2 separate regions of the Mus musculus genome follow, and region 1 is linked to region 2. A link is a contact called in public promoter capture Hi-C data. All regions are on one chromosome and are shown on one strand. The core of a region is the stretch at or near the end of the contact, and the rest is flanking DNA. Distances in the headings are between cores, read along the strand shown.

Region 1 (7,005 bases), core at 2,476-4,975, 3.0 Mb before region 2:
TAAGGATTCCAGTACCTGTCAAACATGGGAAGAAGCACGGACAATTTTATACTGAGGCATAGCCGAAATAGTGCCATAACAAACATGAAGCGAGAATCTTTTGCTCCCACTAAGCTTTTAAAGCTAGTCGGCAAAAGCTGTACTGGTGACGTGCAGTCCAGTGTGTAGAATGAAGCTGGTGCTTGTGGTGCAGGACAATCAAGGGGCTTAGAAAGGGAAGAGACTTGCAAATCTGTACTTGCTAAGAACCAATGAGAATCAAAACAGTCTTGACTTTCTTGTGAAGCATGGGTAGTAAAGGTTATTGTTCTTTTTTAAACCTAGGTCTTTATATAATATACAATAAACCAACATATCTTATTGACTAACAGAATGCTGACTAGATAAAAACAAGTAGATCTAAAACAGGTTTATTTACTTTTTAAAAACCTTTAAATACTATAACTTTCAAGGCCATCAAAATTTTATGTATTGCTATTGTTGACACACTTTAATGTAATTCTATCTTGAAAAGCCCAAGATCATACTTGGGGTGTGTACCCTTGTTTTATTAATTCCCTCTCTCTCCCTTATCAATGTCCCTACTAAAACTGTATTAAATTTATTTTTAATAAACCTTGCTTTATAAGTCTCATCCTAAGTTTCGCTGCTGCTGCTGGTTTGCAGCAAGGTAAAATATTCTGGCTTCAGCTGAGTAGAGGTCTCTAAGGAGTACACCTTGGACTGATATACACAACAACATGGAGTATAGCCTATTCTGTAACCCACTACCACTCACACTTGCCATGTAAATCCTTTTTTAAAAAAATCAAAGCACATTTCCAAAGCACACTTTTCCCACCCCTATTTGATCATATGGGTTTAACAGAAATTTTCCACTGATCTGCATTTTATCTATAACCAGCCCTAGCCTTTTCCTAACTGCTTTCCTTCTCAAAAGCTATCTTCCATACATTTATTTTGACCCAATTTCAGCTATGTAAAAGGGTAAAAGATAACCTCAAACACTCTTTTCAGATTCTCTACCCTTCAGGCAATATTAAATAATATTCTTTAGGATAATTAATATAAAATATTTCTAAATTATTTTTCTGGAGGAGCTGATACTAGTATAATTCACATGTTACTTCAAAATCAGGCTTTTTTTTTTCCTTGTCAGAATTAAATTCTTTTGGACATACTTTGGCTAAGATATTCTTATGTAGTGATTACTTTTAACTGCTAAAAGTTATCAGGCACGGAATTTGTTCCAGGTGCCTCTAAAATGGCTTCCATCGATTTTGCCTCCTGTGTTATCTATCCTCTGCCTCTCTAATGTGGGTTGGGTTAAAGACTCTTAACAAACACACTATGATAGCAGTGATAGGATATCACTTCTAAGATTAGATTATAAAATATAGTTATCTTCCCTCAGTTGGATGCTTTCTCCCAGCTTGTCTGTTGTAGGGGAAATCAACAGCCATACTATACTCTAAGGGGGTTTTCTGAAGAAAACCCACTTAGCGGAGAATCTAGGGCAGCTGGCAACTATGTGCATGCACTTGGAAGTGCACCCTTAGTCCATCTCAGTGCAGTCTCTCAATAGTATCACAAGTCCCAAACACAGCCTAACTACGACCTCAAGAAACAAGCTGAACTACTCTGTTGAACGTTGCCCTGATACTTGACTCAAAGAAACCAAGATAGTACATGTTTGTTGTTTTAAGCTGCATTAAATTTGGGGATAATCATAAACCAGCAATATGAAACTAATGACGATACTTAGGTAATTGTTAATTTAGAAAAACTGTATAAGCAAGAAGTTTCTGAATTAACCTGAAAATAATAAATTTATTTATTGTTCATTCTGAGACCTGCTCTACATTGTAAAAACAAAACAAAAACAAAAACAACAACAACAACAACAAAAACCTTTCACAAAGGTAGCCGGAAGCTCTTCTCGTCGGAGTGAAAGTGCCAAAGTCCAAAGAACCAAAGCAAAGAGAAGAGTACTTAGTGACCTGTTGCAAAACCATACTTCCAAGCCTTTGGAAGGCCAAGAAAAAGGATTGCTAGCTAGGGACAGTCGGGGCTACACAGTGAATTCTGAGCCAGCCTGGAGTACACAGGAGACCTTGTCTCAAAATACAAACAAAAACGGAGTGCAAACACTGACATGAACAACAGTTTGTATTCAATTGCAGTATTGAGGGTAATGAAGAGAATATGGCGCGCGCGCGGGGTGGGGGTCTTTACAAATAAATGTCTCATTTATAAATTAAGTAGTCACAATTATTAATTAGTAAATACAGAACGAAAAATAAACCAGAAATATATCGAGTAAGAATTGCAAACTTCTATGGTTTTTGTCTAGACAATGTGTACTGAGTAATACGATGTGGAAAGTGGAGCGTAGCCACAGAAAAACAAAACGAAAAGGAAAGTGTTGAACCAATTTTACAGTCTGTTTGGAGACTGTAGCAACTAGCAATCAGCGGAGGTCTTAAACTGGATATGTTTGAATTCGTATTAAGGGGACGCCGTAAGAAATGAAGCGTGCCTTGGCATCGAACGACGCTGTAACCACCACAAAAGCAATACGTGAAACTGAAGAAAGTAACCTCCACCGTTTGTCATCTTTCAAGAGGGACGACACCACGTCGCTACCGCGAGTCCCAAATCGACCTCTATACCAATGGCCTAGAAACAGAAGAGACTCACACCCGCCTCTCGATTCTGATACACCATTTTAATAAGCCACCGCTGCTGTCACTCAAAATGTCTCACAGTACCCATTGGTCCTAAACTGTTGCTTGCTGGGCCAGGGCTATCAAGTGGCAAGCATCCCTACCCCTCACTTCGGAGGAGAAAAGTGAGAGCGTCCGGGCGGGCGGAAGAAGCAAGGCATTGGAAGCCTCTGTGCCGACGCGAGTACCTGAGCGACCTGGGATCTCCACCGCCGCCGCGACGACTCGGCCTGTGGGCGGGGGCTGTCAGCCGAGAAGAAAATGGCTCAGCCGGGAACTGGTGCCCAAGCCATGGAGAGGCCTGTCCAGAGCGCACGTGTTCGCGCTGGAGAACACGATGGCTGCGAGGGAACCAGAAGCCGCCCCAGACTCCCGCGAAGTCACAGCACCTCTGCCTGCAGAAGCCCGAGTGGCGGACCTTGCAAGGTTTTGACGTTTCCTATTGTTGCCGGAAGTGACGTCGAGGAGCGGCTCCTTAAAGGAAAAAGATTTCCGTTTTCCTCATTCAGATTCGCCAAAAAGTCTTTACTTTTCCGCTTCTCATTCTGAACTGCTTTGGCCATCAAAATTATGCTAATTTGAAATGTGACATTCAATAAAAGACATGTAATTGATAAGACTTTAACGACAGTAGAGTATCCTGAAGAAGCTGCGCGAACGGAGTGTGGAATCTGCATCTAGGAATGCCAGCATTTGGGGCAGCCTCTGGCTCGGAATGTTTAGCCGCTGTTCGAACTCTCGGCTCGAACTCTGAGTTCTAAAAACAAACCGTCGGCACGAGGGGCGACCCGAGGCGCGGGCGTAAGGCTCTGGGGCTGCAGACCCGGTTCCCGCCACGTTCTCGGGTTTCTAGTGCTCCCTTCTTCTTTCTGTGTTGGTACGGTAGCCTTGGGAACCTTTCAGTTTGCTTAGGGGCTGCTGGCTGAGCCAGAGCTCGTGGACCTGCTGTGCTCTGGCTTGGACGAAGGTGGCCCTTCTGCTGTCCTCACCGAGGTTCCTGGGTTGTAGGCGAATGATCAGGTCTACCTTTTCATCCCTTTAAATTTAGAGGCAGAAAGGGAATTCGAGATGGGACTTGCTTGTGTACCAGCTGGTATGGTTTTGGAAGGCATCAAGTAGAATGAATCGGAGTCTGCCCTCTTTGAATTGTTTTGTAGATGCCTTTAAGTTTCTTTCCGTCAAAAATACATCTAGCTTCAAAAGACTGTCCGGAATAGAAAAAGTACTCCTTCCTTCGTGTTCTCTTTGTTTTCATCTTCATGGTGTCTCCCCCCCCCCAAAAAAAAAAAAAAAAAAGAATTCTCCATCTACTTTGAGGCCTATGATTGCTCTGTATGAAAAGAAAACTAATTTTAACATATGTATTCTAGACTTACTGCTACACTAGACTGTTTTACAGAATTATTTGCAAGCATTTTAACAATGTTTTATGCGTGAACACAGCGGTTCCCTCATCGGATCTTACAACAGCATTTTCCTAGTATCTATTACGGAGAGATTTTGTAAGTTTAGTTTCTACAGATTTGTATCCCTTTATCTTAAAGTTTGTCTTTTAGATATGTCAAGCGGAATTTCAAAATCCTAGCTATCCACTGTGATTATTAAAGGCTAGTTACTTTATCCTGGGCAAAATGATTTTGGAGTCCTGTGACATGTTTTTAAAGACCTGTAGCAGCTACGAAATTGAGCTGGGTTTGAAACAAAGTATCTTAAACTGCAAAGCTGGGGGACTAGCTCAGTGGTAGAGCCATTGGGTATGCCAAGATCCTGAGATCGGTTCCGTTCCCCACCAAAGCCATCTTGTGCGGTGCTCACAATGTCTTCCAGCAATTCGGTTGGTGGATTTGATTTGTTCCTAACTCTTCAGAAAGCTAGGTAGACCAGTGAGACCTTAATGATTGAATCTGTATATGGTCTTCATTTAATATCCTGTGATAAGTAATATAAAGTGAAAATGCTAATTTTTAAGTAACAGTTTAATTTTATCTCAGATTAATTATGGTCAAGTGTAAAGTATGTTTCAGTACTTGATTAGCTTCAATTCATAGTAATAATTTTAGTATTTACTAATTAAAAAACACTAGGAAAGCCTTTCTTGAAAACATACTTCTATGATCTTGTTTTTTTAAAAATACCTTTATGTTTTTCTCTTCTGTCATATCTTTTCCCTCCACCTACAGATACAAGCTGTACTTGAATCTTACTCTTCTTTAAAATGTTTATTGTGCTGGTAATGAAGAGGATGTGTTCCTGGGGCATACTTTAGTGTCCGAAATTTCATTACCAGAAGTAGAAATAATGTAAAGATAAATGCCTTCTATGATACCAGCAAAAGAAAAGGTAGCACCGAGTATTGGATAAAATTGCATGTCCTGGGAAGATAGGATATGTACAAAACTAACAATTGTGTTGTCAGATGGGTCTGGAAACTAAAACAAGATCAGACCTGCAATCTTAAATCCCAGGCACAGTGTTTGTAGTTACAGCAGAGGCTAGAGTAGTTCCCCTGTCACCTTTCTTAGGCAATAAAGGTTGGTCTGGGAAGTCTGTCTTAACATATCTGTATGTCTTTCTAGCCCCGGCATCTGGAAAGATGGGAAATAAGCCTTACTGTTTTGACCAGTATGTTGTATAATTTAATTTTAGGATTTCTTTCCCCGTCCCCCCCCTAAAATCCTCATTGTCTAAATATCTTACTATTTAGTAGGTAATTTGGTGTTTCAAACATGCTGACCATAGCATCAGTGCAAGGATACTTAAAGTACATTCAGCAGCTCGCTCCGCAGGAGCAGACTGCGAATGGGGTGCTATGCCACGGACATGGAATAGGTGCCCAAGTCTAGAGAAATGGCCACAGAAGTGATGGTGGCCCAGGCTTAGAATTCTGCACATTGCCAGCTTTATATACTTCTCCTGACCTATACAGACGCAGAGGTGTCTGGGCAGGGGTGATTATATGTCAATCGTTGCTGAAATACAGCCCATGAACAAAAACCCCTAAGTATAGTTCATCTAATTCTTGAATTGTTCTTTTTTTCTTTTTCTCTTTCTTTCTTTCTTTCTTTCTTTCTTTCTTTCTTTCTTTCTTTCTCAGTGATTTCATTTTAAAGGAGCTTCAGTTTCAGAGAATCTCTTTTCTCCAGGAACTCTTGTCATTTTCTTGAGCAAGATATTAGTGAACTATGAGTTTGGTTTGGTTTTTAATATAAGCATCTCTAATTGGCAACTACATGAAATCCAAACCCTGGGGATAATAACTTAAATCTGTGCTAAATTTATCTTCATTTTTTGGTTTATACTATGTAGGTTTTATAAGCATTCAGGGTAATTAATGATAGCGGCCATTTCAACTTGATATTTTTTTCCAAATGGTACCAGCTATGATTTGAAGGTTAAGTGTCCTCCATAGGCTCATATGTTTGATAACTTGGTTTCCAGCTTGGAGTGCTAATTTGACAGGTTGTGCAATCTTAGGGAGGTGGGACTTAGCTAGAGGAAGTTGCTTGGGGAGTGAAAATGCCTTAAGATGGTAGGTAGCCTGATACCAGTTCTCGGCTGTCCTTCCTCTGGTCTGGGGTAATGTAGGCTAGCAGCTACTGTGCATTCCTGCCACCTTGTGCTGCTTGTCACCATGTCATGATGGCTTCTACACTGTGAGGATCCATAGCCCCTCAGGCATTGAGCCAATAAGTCTCCTTTTCACTGAGTAAAGATTATAGTCCATTATCATTCAAGGTAAAACATTTGGGAGAGTGCTAGATGAAGTACATTGGAAGAACATAAATACAAGACATACTTATGTGTTTTGAAAGGAAAAAGTAGAGGATGAGGTTGAAGCCAAGTTTGCACTTAGGGTTGAGAGTTGGCACAAGGCAGTAAGCCCTTAACCTGCCACAGAAGTGCTAAGTTCTGAGGAGTGGAAGTAGGTGGTGTGACCTGCTGGGGAGACATACAGAGTAGATGAAGGAGATGTGTGCACAGTAGAGCAGAGCAGCTTCCCAAAGTTCACTGTTCACCAGACTTCATCATTTCGTTTTTAGATGAGAGGCTGTAAGATTATTTGAGAGTTGGAGCTGAATCGGAATATAATGGCAACAGGTGACTTAAAGAGAAGCTTGCGGAAGCTAGAACAAGTGCTTCGGTCACTGAATTACCCCAATGAGGTGGATTATGTCGGGTAAGCCGCAATGCATTTGATATTTGAAACGTACTGGTGGTTTTCTTTTCTTTCTTTCTTTCTTTTTTTTTTCCCTTTGGTTTTTCGAGACAGGGTTTCTCT
Region 2 (6,945 bases), core at 2,394-4,893:
TGTAAACAGTTTTAAAGGGGAAGTTTTTGGATGTTCAGCTTCCCTGTGTCATTCCCATGACTGCTCCACTGGAGACCTTTGGGTTGTGTATCTGTGTCTTTCCCATCACTGATCTGGTGCAGACCTCTGGATTGTGTATAACTCTGTATCTCCCATGACCGAACCACTGGAGACCAACCAATGGTTGTGTACACATTTCCTTTACTGCTTCACTTTCGAATGTTTCCCTTCGACTTTGAACAGCTACAGCCTTTCAGAGCGCACACCGCTCTCTGACACACAAATGGATTTCAAACACCAAAGGCCATCCTTTTCAGGGAGTCTGCAATTCTATGGCAAGCCTATTAAGAGTGCTACATAAATATACCATTAATATAGTTTTCTCTATCATAGGCTACATTAGAACCCTCTGTCATGGAACCTGGAAAGGACTTAAGTGACACTGTCACTGCAATCTCTGGCACCACTGTCTCATATAAACAGTCTCCCCTCCCCCCCTGGGTCTTAGATCTGTACCGGTCTTAGATCTGTAGAAATGCCACACCGGATGGGAACTGATAGAAACCCTGCTTTGGTGGCAGCAATCACGCAGGGACAGATGATAACATTGCTTACAATGCACTTGTCTTAAAGACAAAGCAAGATTCAGAAGTGACCAGTTACTGTTTCTGAACTGAAAGAGCAGGAATTTCAACTTAGGTCTCCTTTGCTCTCTACATCACAGTAAGCTAGTTATTTCCTTCCTTCCTTCCTTCCTTCCTTCCTTCCTTCCTTCCTTCCTTCCTTCCTTCCTTCCCTCCTTCCTTCCTTCCTTCCTTCCTTCCTTCCTTCCTTCTTCCCTCCCTCCCTCCCTCCCTCCCTCCCTCCCTCCCTCCCTCCCTCCCTCCTTCCTTCCTTTGTTCCTCCCCACATCCCTTCCTCCCTCTCCCTCTCTCTTTCTCAGTGACAATAGACAAAAAGACTGGAACAAAATTTCGGTATGGTTTTACATATACCTGAGTCCCCCACTAAAAGCGTGTGTGTGGTATGCTCCAGGACTCTCCGCGCCACGCCAATCGCGTTTTTAATTCTTCTAAGGCCTCCCACTGCTCCCACATCCATGGCAGTGCTGGAAGGCAAGGACGTGGAAGATTTACGAAGGCATTTTCTGTTGGTATTTGAACATAAAAAATCGCATTTCTCGGAGCAGCAATACGTGGAAGGCTAAACTGCATCTCAACACAGAAGGGAAAACCGCCCGTAAAGTTCATGGATTCCCGCAGACAAAATTCAAGAACGAACAGTCGATTTAGTATATATCCCAACACATTATTTTAAACATGGCTTTTACAGAGGCCTCTGGGTGAGGTCACTGAGACCACAGCATTTGCAGATGGTAGCAAATAACTGTGGCACAGGTACAGCTCTGCATCTCAGGGTTCTCCTCAGCCAAAGCTACTTAACCACCTACTTTTCTGTGATCCTGAGTATCCGGGTGACCTTTCGGCTTTTCTTTTCTTTTTTCTGTTCACTCTTTGTGTTGGAAGGGAGAAGCCCCATAAGCCGGGACTTCTGGCTGATGCTCACATTCATGCATCCTTCCAGCCTGCTCTGAATATGAGCCCACCTGACAGGAGAGCGCACAGACAAGTCCTGAAAAGCATCCTTACCCATCCATTATCATGGCATCCAGGGTGGTTTCGCCACCTTCATCAGGACTTCCTCCAAAGCCTACAGTCCCATCACACTGCTCCTTCTCACACACAGCACAGCCGTTCTCCACTGCATCCAGGGCAGAACCTCCAGATAGCAATGTCCACCACGCTGTTAAATTCCAACAGAGCTTATGTATAGTCATATATATTTTCAATGTGAAATGCAACAAGCCAAGAACAGTTTGAGATGTCTAAGTTTTTTTTTTCTTAACATTTATACTGTTAAGCTGAAATTTTAACAAGTCATTTTACCAAATGGGAACATTACAACAGGGAAATTAGAATGATACAGACCAAAGTATATGACTCCTTACTATAAAGAATTCAAAGAGGTTGGCTCTTAGTGGAAACTATTTAAAAAACTTATCAGTAACTATTTTTCTCTGTGTAAAAAATATGCCATCTTTAAGAGAGATAACTGAAACTATTTGGAGACAGTTGAACTTTAAAGTATTTTGAATTACAGCTTAACATTTCTTCATTTCTGTTTTTCTCATCTTGTGAGCTAGGGTCTTGCCATCTAGCCCTAAGCCCAAATGAAAATCCATGTACAAGTCTAGGCATGTCTACAAGTCTGGGTCTTCCTACCACAGCTACCTGAGAGCTGAAATTACAGGCATATGTCACTCATTAGATTACTAAAATATGCATATTTCACACTCTCAATGAGAACAAGTATCCCAGCAAGCCTCAGCAGAGTATTACAGTGGCAAATGACTTCATGTGGGTGAATTAATCTCACCTTCATGCAGCTTCTGAGATAATATTTTATAATTATAATTCTCATTTTCAGAAGAAAAGCACAGACATGGATGAAGTAATTCATTCAAGGCCACACAGTATATTTCAGAAGTTGCCCAGTTTCAAAAAGGCATTTCTCTAAGGTGTCCACGTTTCTTGTTTGTGTTTTGTGGTGTTCTTTGAGTATCGAGTGGGTAGGTATTGAAAGGAAAGACGTTTTACTTATAATTCCATGGATGTTGGTTTTAAGAAGTCTCCCCTCCCCAACTTCAATACTAGTAACTTTCACAGAATCATACCATGCATATAAAGGTGGAATTTCTTTGTTTGGTTATTGTTAGGAGGTCTCTTTCTTGGTCTGATTTCTCACTAACTCTGCTTCCCACACATCCCCGATAACATACAGATTTTTTCTGCACTGGATTCTGGATCCAACAGTGTCCACGAACATTTAATGTGATAGCAGTCTCAAGGGTGTCAAGGTTGGGGGCAATAAGGTACAATCCCAAGAAACACTGAAGATAATTTGAATGTATAAGTGATAAGGGCAGCGTCACAAACATTGATCAAATACATATGCATCCGTAGGAAATTATCAATTGTTTCCTAAACTGGAATCCAGAAGATAATGGAGAAACAGGAAGGAGGCTATCACAAGAAGTGTAGAGTGGAGGAAAAACTTTGTGGCAAAAGACTGCCACAAAAAGTGAGGCAGGTGACCCTGTACAAGTATAGCTAAGAGGCCCAATGTTAGAGGTCAGACAAGGTGGTGCAGGAAGCAGAACAATACACCAGATCCTAAAATGCAGCAGGGGCAGGGAAGATGGAGAGGGTCTGGTGTAAAGTCAGAGATGCAGGAAGGAGAGGAGGCTCGGCCTTCTGCAGCGGGTTCCCTCCTGCAACCTTAGGGACTGAGTGCAGCTTCCTGCAGAGGAGCTCACACAGTGCAGCCACCCGCCCCGGGCTGCCGCTCCCCACCTGCTTCAGTGGCATTCTTAAAAGGCCAAGTGTTGACGACCAGGGGCAGAGGGCTGGAGCCCCGCACCAGGGGCATGCCCAGGACCAGCAGTAGGAGAAGCAGAGACAGATTCGACTTCCGCTCCATAGCTGAGTGACCCGCCGAGCAGCGTGAAAAAAGTCCCCGCCGGCCGCGCGCCCAGCCGGCCAGCGCGAGAAAGGTCTCCACCAGCTCAGACTCAGGCAGACTCGTGATTCCCTTTAGTCTCATCCCCAACTTCCTCAACTCTCGCGAGACAACGAGGCCTTCTATTGGCCCAGTGAAGGTTTTTTTTTTTTTTTCTTTCTTTTTTTCTTTTTTTCCTTTTTTTCTTTTTTCTTTTTACAAATCTGATACTGTTTCTTTAGTGGTCTGGTCTGTCGACCTCTTTTTAGTTCTTTGTGAAAAGATACATACATATAATACTAGTACTTTTAGTGCTTAGCCCATTTTTTAAAGGGAGATTGACCTTATTGAAAATGAATATGAAAATATGTTACCCTAGTCGCACGATGCTTGAAAACTCAGATAACTGATAAGATATTATATGAGTTTTATGCATTTGCCATCTTAACTGCAAATTCAAGGTAGACAGCCAGCCCGATCTATAATCTACCCTGGACTTTCATTAAATTTTTAAAATGACTATAGAGTATAGGAGAAGTGCTCTTGCTTAGGACCTAGCTGTTTGAGGCATTTTCGACACAGACTTTTACATCCTTTCTTCACCACAGGTTTTTGTAGGACGTCCTTTAGTTACAAATCCCTGAGCTGCAGGGAAAGGACATGCTGGGCAAACAGAAACGTACCCTGTACATTGCCCACTGAAGTGCAGATTCCTTGCCTCCAGCCAAGAAGTCTAATTCCAGTCTTTTCTGAAGGTATTTTATTTTATCTTTGTGCCTGGCACCATTAAGTACTAAATAAATGTTTGAATAAAAGGAGAAATGGGAGCTTTACATGCATGGTACCGGCTGCTCATTTTGATAATTCAGTTGCTGTGCAGATGTGTGAGCATGGACCAGTAATCCCACTGGGACTCTGGGATGCTTGTCCATGTAGCTCAAGGAAGGCATAATTTTAAAGAGCATCTATAAATCTATCCAGACTGGTAAAATATGAACTAGGTGAGAGTTGTGAGGCTTAGAGAGTCTTCAAGGTTCTCATTGCACGGAAACTGAATCTGCAATTTAAACAGCATAAGATATCCTAGAATCATCCCCAGGCAGGCAAGTGCTATTAAAAAGTTAGGTGTAATTAAAAAGAAACGACACATGATCCTTCTATGGGGTTTTGGAGGAGGACCAAACTATTTGTGCTGTGCTAATGAGCATAAAGCTCTTGCTAGGTGAGATGAGAAAGATGGATGAAACGGAATAAGAAAGCAAGGAAAACACTTATTGTCTTCGGAATTAATTTTCCATAGCACCTGAGTTGTTATTTATAAGTTCAAAGAACCGAGACATGCCTTCAAGAATTATAAAATATAATACATGGTAAACTAGTCATGGTTCCTGAAGCTCGTTTTGGGCAATATAATTTCTCCAGCTGAAAGAACCTAGACTCACACAGAGGTAGGATAGCAAGGCAGGCAAATTTAAGGGAAGAAAATTGGGGGGATGGGGACCCTCCCTCTTGGGATCTAATTTTCCTTTCCTGCCTGAGAATCATGAAACTTCAACAAAACTGATAAAGCTTTTAGTCTGCAGAGATTATGTATATTCCTAAGGACAGCTCAAACAAGGATGTTAGAAACAACACATGATCAGTGTTTACTTCAAGAAGACTGGGTGCTTCTGTCTCGGACTGTATAATATTAGCATCCCTGTCTCATCTCCAAGTATAAACAGTAGGCCTTACAAATCTCTTAGCTTGAAGGAAATGTGATTTAAATGGCAAGATTTTCTAAATCCTAAAACCTTGTAATTGTATCCATTAGGGAATGTAACTTAGCCAGTATTCTCTATCTTTCTTTGTGCTTGTGTCTCTGGGTGTGTCTTTGTCTGTCTGTCTGTTTCTGTCCCTCCCTCTCTCACACACACTCATACCACAAACACACACACATGCACAGAGAGAAAGAGAGAGAGAGAGAGAGAAAACGTAAGAAAGATAAAATAGATAAAATATATTGTAATAGGAATATTTGAAAGTCTCAATGTGCCTACTTTCTATGGGCATTTGTACTGAAAATAATGTGCAGTCTCAAAATATACACCATCTTTGGTGGCTGTTGTGGTACTCAGCCACTATGGTACTCAGTAAACTCATTTTGTATATGCTTAGAAAAATTGCTACAGCTACAACCTACATCCTATGGACGTTAGATAACTTTGGATAGTTGGATTGCTTCTGTATGACTATTAATTCTTTTTAGCTACTTGGTGAATACTGATCTTTCATTGCTTCTTAATGTAACTGCAGCCTTTTGCTTGATTTTGATGTACTTCTAAATTAAAATGGACATCTGTTAACAATACATGGTAAACTTGTAAAACATGGCCTGCCGTTTTCTTAGTATCTACCTCATTTCTTATTTCAATAATTAATTGTATGTAACAGCTATACATTGCTATTGATTTTAAAAGATATAAAAGCTATATGATAATTTTTATTCAAGCTTAAAACGCACCACTTAGTTCTATTTTTCAAAATGTCTGTGTTACTAGGGAAAACATTCTTATAACAATATCTCAGGCATCAAGGCCAAAATGTTAAAACTTTGGATAACACATCACAGCTCTAGCTAGATTATTTAATCTTACAGAGACAGACGTTTCTCATCTATTAAATAGAGATAATACTCTTTCTTGTTTTAATGAATGAGGTAAGAGTTAGAAGAACATTCATATAATAATTAGCATTTACCAAATATCTATTGATAAGTGTCTGGAGAGAACAGTCGGTATAGAATGCAGACATTGCCGTGAGCTGGCTGGATACCTAGAATGCTTTTTAAAGTGACAGAGTTTGCACTAAATTTTGATTTGGAAATAGTTTCTGTTCACTTTGAGTTCTCTGAAAGTTATTATTAATGTTTATGAAGCTGGTGAACACCAGAGCTGCAAGATTTCTGGATTCAGAAGAGAAGCATGCTGATGTCATTCCAAGAATAAAATCTCTAGAGGAATCTTGCTTCTGTATAACTATTAATTCTTTTAAAAGCTGCTGCAAATATTGCTGTCTCTGTCTCTGACTCTATCTCCTCTCTCCTTCTCCCCCTTCTCTCTGTCTGTTTCACTCTGTCCCTGTGTACCTGTGTGTGTACATGTGTGCATTGTGAACATGTGTGTGTGTGTGTGTGTGTGCGTGCACATATGTGTATAAGTGTGTGAGTGTACATGAGCACATATGTGTTTGTGTGTGTGTGTGTGTGTGTGTGTGTGTGTGTGTGTGTGTGTTCAAGGTTGAGGGTGGTAATTGTGGGCAGCTGCAAACTCCCCTCCTTTTCCTCTGAACTTCATGGCTTTCAATTTATCAGTCTCTAAAGGCTGGAGAGTTGAGTCTTTCCTGATA

Evidence for each region. Promoter capture Hi-C pulls out the DNA fragments that hold promoters and counts their contacts.
Region 1: a contact with region 2 is called in a promoter capture Hi-C map of pre-B cells. The contact joins the promoter of Cep44 here to the promoter of Aga in region 2. A contact is called at or near these places in 2 of 39 promoter capture datasets (liver and pre-B cells) and 3 of 484 Hi-C or Micro-C datasets (CD4 T cells, CD8 T cells and muscle stem cells).

The regions. Positions count from the first base shown.
Region 1 is chr8:56,547,286-56,554,290 of GRCm38.p6, reverse strand. It overlaps Cep44 (centrosomal protein 44), which reads left to right and starts at 3,725. Exons shown (of 11, transcript NM_001009951.1): 1 at 3,725-3,746; 2 at 6,767-6,903. The coding sequence starts at 6,815. Fbxo8 (F-box protein 8) reads right to left here and starts at 3,137. Exons shown (of 6, transcript NM_015791.4): 1 at 2,915-3,137.
Region 2 is chr8:53,508,400-53,515,344 of GRCm38.p6, reverse strand. It overlaps Aga (aspartylglucosaminidase), which reads right to left and starts at 3,643. Exons shown (of 9, transcript NM_001005847.2): 1 at 3,414-3,643; 2 at 1,650-1,803; 3 at 996-1,108. The coding sequence starts at 3,540.